Linked DNA regions of Zea mays: region 1 is linked to region 2. The links are chromatin contacts, called in public Hi-C maps. All regions are on one chromosome and are shown on one strand. The core of a region is the stretch at or near the end of the contact, and the rest is flanking DNA. Distances in the headings are between cores, read along the strand shown.

The links. Hi-C and Micro-C count contacts between places; a contact is called where the count stands out from the background.
Region 1: a Hi-C map of leaf shows a contact between it and region 2, with 4 times the contacts expected there. The contact joins two enhancer-like sites. A contact is called at or near these places in 2 of 25 Hi-C or Micro-C datasets (ear and leaf).

The regions. Positions count from the first base shown.
Region 1 is chr9:34,239,579-34,242,278 of Zm-B73-REFERENCE-NAM-5.0, forward strand. It overlaps LOC103638229 (a long non-coding RNA gene), which reads right to left. Exons shown (of 3, transcript XR_558633.4): 3 at 1,850-2,229. Among protein-coding and RNA genes, the nearest start is that of LOC103638229, 3.8 kb to the right of the region's middle. Within about 2 kb of position 1,408, at least 13 of the 20 cell types and tissues checked have an H3K27ac peak or open chromatin away from gene starts, as enhancers often do. A contact at or near this core is called in leaf, where this site is marked.
Region 2 is chr9:33,930,764-33,933,463 of Zm-B73-REFERENCE-NAM-5.0, forward strand. No RefSeq gene overlaps it. Among protein-coding and RNA genes, the nearest start is that of LOC100283083, 69 kb to the right of the region's middle. Within about 2 kb of position 1,333, at least 10 of the 20 cell types and tissues checked have an H3K27ac peak or open chromatin away from gene starts, as enhancers often do. A contact at or near this core is called in leaf, where this site is marked.

The DNA of each region.
Region 1 (2,700 bases), core at 158-2,657, 310 kb after region 2:
GTTGCTATTTACGTTATAATTTGCGAAGATGCGGAACTGAACCGTGATATAATTATTCTGGTTTCACTGTCACGATATTAAAGGGTATCTTTTCGTATTCGAGGAAGGAAGGCATAACTTGGTTATGCAATCCATCATGTAGAAGTAGAAGTCTCCGTGCATTGGTTGGAACGGAACTGCACCGCCCTCTTGCAAAAAGGTTAGGTTTCGTCGTGTACCTACCTGTATGATTGCATCGTGGGTGATGTCCCGAGTCCCGACGAGCAAGACATCATGAGTTGAATATGCGTCTGGCCAAGCGATCATCAAACGACAGATTTTGTAACATAAGATTATTCATATTACTAATTAACCACACAGAAGCAAAACGAACTGATTACTAAGGTCCCGTGTTCAGTTTCCATGTTTATATTAAACGTGCTACTCCAAGCACGACTCCAAGCACGAGTCAAGTCTGAATAGCCACGCCAGGCTTAAATTATTCATCCACGAAACGGCGCGCCCGTTAATAATACAGTGTATAGTATATATTTTATAACGTCGCAAGGTCACATGTAACCAATTAAAATATTAGTTATATAATAACTATTTTTATAATATAAGAATATAAGTCGTACATTTAATATTGTATCCACCTCTTTATCTCATACTTTATCTCATAGTGTTTTGGAGTCTTTAACAGATCACCTTTATCTACTAGTGAATAGCATATTTTCTTCTCTCTATATCTCTTTTTTCATATCACTATAAATCTAATATATGTAATATGACACCTTTTGCAGCCTGATTATATTACCTTATTATACTTGCTCTAATCAGATTAAAATCAATTGTTCGGGCTGCTGCATCTATAATCCATAGAGACAAAACACTGTAGAAACAACTTCTACAGTAGAAGCTGTTTTGGATTAAAGCCAAGAGAACAGTAGAAGCCTTTACATTTCTTAGAGCCCGCATATACACTTTATTATAGTTGCTCTATTCAGCATGACCATTATTCTGGATAGGTATATACTCCCTCCATCCAAGGATGATCTACCTATATCCCACTCAAATCATGCGCAACAACCGTTTCAGAAATTTTCAGCCCACAACGTACATATAGGGCCTGATTGGTTACCCTGATGAGACCGAACTCGGCTCCGGAGGTACAACATCTTTATACGTTCTCGTGTTTGGTTCTCCAGCCTGGCTCTAGCGATACAAGTTATGCTTGTTTGGATGACTGCATTTATAGCTGGACCTGGCTTAGATGATGCAAAACTGATAAGTGAGCTTGGCTCATAAGATACAGGATTTATTTGCGTTTCTCTGGAGCCTGGCTCACATAAACCTGCTCTAGATCAGCCAGGTCACGAAGACACAAGCCAGGATGTCTCCGTCCGAAAACCAAACAGGCCCATATAAGTCGCCTCTTCCACTTGCACATGTACCTCTTCCCATTCTCTTCTAGTGGATGGGAAGTGCCGAGCCGGAGACCAGAACTGAAGTTGTACTCTAGTTTTACTGTGTACAAGATCATTAATTGTTCGCCTGATTGGATGACTGTACCCACACGTACAATCTCGCGCGAGCCTGGCCAACCGCGTACGTCCGTTTTAGACGTACGTGTGGATGCAGCTAACATAACTTATTTTGCGTCTGTCCATGCAGCCTGCGCTTCACACGTGCAACCAACCAAACACAAACTCAGATAAAGTCAACACACGTGGTGACATGGGACGAGACGGTGCAGCTAACCAATCATATGGACATATGTATGCAAGGAGGAGTCATCCCAACGACTCCTATGCAGCATGCGTGCATGCATGTAACAAGGAGTTAACATGCAGCACAAAGAATAGGTAGATTATCCTTGGACTACTTTAACACTTAAAATAGATAGTCCAGTCTTGGACGGATCGAGTATATCATTATGATGTACAAGTCAATGATGATAGTCATAGTGAGTCCGCGATGAGTCGCCCACTGCTGTGCATCTAGCCCTCAGCACGATCGTAATGCATCATATAAGATGATAAAATTTTGGTAAACAACAAGGAAAGAGGTGAATGCACCGAGATTTGCCTAGGATAAAACACTATGTTAATGTTGTTAGATGATACTCGCTTGACGACCATCTCCCGTCCTAGCACTCGATCGAATCATCCATCGTTAGGTTCATCGACCAGCATCACTTTGAGATCAATTCGGTTCTTGTCCTCCACATCACGTGATCAACTAGTGTACCTAATGAAATGTGTGATGCACATGAACGAATGCAGATAAAAATAGCACAAGATAGGTAATATTACCCGAAGTATATCAAACGCTTATAGCAAGGCATCACAATTCTAATACGAAAACACTAAATACTTTTAACTCTCTAACACAACAATCTTGATCTTCCAGGTACTCGGACCTAATTCAAACATCTGGCAACAACAGCCATACATACGTTCTATGCCCTCCTTAGCTAAAGAATAACACCGAACATTAACAAAACATATATTCATTAATCTAGGATACCTAGGACTTAGAATAACAAACAATAGCATGTCAAGTAACTTTAGAATTACTCCACTAAACTATTATGCATAGCATACCAACTAAACAAGCATCGCATCATCACATATGATCGAATTTCCCCAAGACTATACAATATAAAAATAAACATTTGCTAACAAGGTAACACAACACTCATAAACAAATACTAGATGT
Region 2 (2,700 bases), core at 83-2,582:
AAAAAACTTAGTTGCAATTGTTAGGGTCACAACTAGCTCTACATTTTTATAATGAGAATCGGAATTTTTATATCAGACAACTGAGTTGTAACTGCACCATACGTTACATTGCATTTAGGTTGAGTTGTAAATCAAACGTTGGAGTTGAATACTAAGGGTAGATTTGGTTTGGCTTTTAAACTTGTTTTTGTAAAAGTTAAAAGTGAATCAAAGGATAAAAAGTCACAAGTGCTTTGGACCAACATCTTTTTTCTCTAGTACAAAATTGAAAGCAACTTATCATATATCTGAAAGTAGAAAACTTTTTAAAAATTACTTATCTACCACTAGTTATGAAGATATCAATTTGTTTTTTCTTCTTTCCTATCTTGATCATCTTCTTATCTGTGAGACCGTGGCCTCTTTCTCGTCTTGTGCGACATCTCTAGCAAGTGGTTGTGTTTTTGTCTCCTTCCTGTGCTTGGCTCAAATGACCCCTTCTTCTCTGGCCTCTTTGAGGTGACGCCATCCCCTCGAGCATGGTGATGGCCCTAGCTACTACGCGGGACCTTGGTCACCAAGTGAGTATGGGTCCACCGTCATGGGCAAGAGTGATCTCGACCGGGGATCCATATGGATGAAGATGAGGCTGGCGAATGGATCCGTTTGTCACTAAGACAAGCTGAAAACATTTTTTTCCTAAAAAGGCACAACTGTTAAAATGAATTTCAACTTTGCATGTGCTATAACCCACCACATTTTTTTTAGTATGTATCGAATTTTCCATTCCTTAACATACACGTATAATGGATAGCTAGTTCGTGTGGGGTACGAGTTTGCCTCAGTCCCTAACTAGTTCAAAATTTTGTTAGATTTTATAATCTAGGTAGATTATAATCCCAAACAAACAACTCCTAACTCAACACTTATGTCTTGTCTTTTTTGGTCCTGTCATAATGAGAGCTGCAACATACTATCTGTTGCACTGAAATGTGAACAGAAGTGCTTTTTAATACACTTTTGCTAATTGCTCGCACGGTTCATCTAACGTCTACAGTTTTGTGCTTACTCTTGAATGGATATTTCAATGGAAATATCAATGTTTAACTAAGGTGTTTGGTTTCTAAAGACTATTTTTTAGTCCCTCAATTATATTTCAGTTTAGTCTCTAAATTATTAAATATGGAAACGTATTTATTAATTTAGAAAATTAAAATGAAATAAAATTAAAAGACTAAAAATTAGTTACTAGAAATAAACATCCCCTAAGTTCGGGTGCTTAGGGTTGAGCCTGTGCGTCTGAATAGCTGCAACACGCTCAGCTTTGGTGTACCGGTAACCCACCGGGTTTTGTAGGTCAAGCGGTGGGTAACCCAAAATTTTCATAATGGGTCGTGTGGGTTAGAAACTGGTCGACCCTGTTTTACCACCCACCTGCATCGTTACTTTTTCTTCCTGCAAAGTGCAAAGGCCAGATCGTGTTTTCCTTTATTAGAAGAGTTTGGCTAGCACAACAGTAGAATATAAGAAATTTGCGTGGACCAAAATAATTTCTGTGAACTTATAGAACTTTTAGAAAAGTCGACAGAAATTTATCGATAACGACGTAGCCAACGGAAACAAATCAATTTTCGTTGGCCGCGCGCTGTTAGCCCACTGATATTACTAATTTTCGTCGGTCATATAATCTCCTCGCTCCCACCTACGTCGTCGTGGCCACCAATCTTGGCTGCATCCAGCCACCACCGCTAGCCACATACCGACCACACCATGCTGCCACCACGGCACCACCTAACCCCCGTCACCAACTAAGGATCCATTCGATTCCTTCTCAATCTATATAGATTGAAAGAGATTGAATGGATTTAAATTCATGTCAAATCAAAAAAATCATATTTTTTCTAATAACATACAATACAACTCATAAAGTACAAAAACAACCGAACAAGGTCGACCTGTGTTGCGCACCATCACTAAATTTCTAATACTGTCCGGCAGCACCGTCCGCCCGCACGTACTTGCTCTGCCGCACTGCCCCCGCTGGTCTTGTATGCGACCGCTCGGCCTGTGTCTCTCTGGCCACCTCTGCCCGATCGTCCCTCACAGCCCGGCTATACCATTCAAAGTGAGTAATTTTCATCGATCATCCATATAATTATCAAGCCCATAAATATTAATTATTATATGATTCATTTTGTAATTAGTATGTACTTTTTTATATTGGCTTGATAAACCTAATTAATATGAAATGTTGATACTTAAATCTTTAGATTAATTACATTAAATATTTTAGTAGTAATTAGTATAAGTATTCTGTATTCAAACATTTAGACATAATAGTTTTATCAGTAATATAAATATTAATAAACCTAAAAGATGTAAATATTGATTTATTAATTTTGTGAACACAATAAGTGTGAAAACAAGGTTGACTTGTCTCTTGTGGTTTGTGTTGATGAGTGATTATCAACAGGTATCACTCTAGGATAGCCAGTGGATTGACCAGAGCGTGAGATTATGTACGTGCAATCATGTCGGTGGACTTGTGATGTGCTGGTGTGGAGCATAGTGAAAAGGAAATAGGGTCAAACATTTTCCTAAATAATTTTGGTGGTTGAATTGCCCAACACAAATAATTGGACTAACTAGTTTGCTCTAGATTATAAGTTCTACAGGGGCCAAAGGTTCAAACACAAACCAATGAAAAGTCCAAGAAAGAGT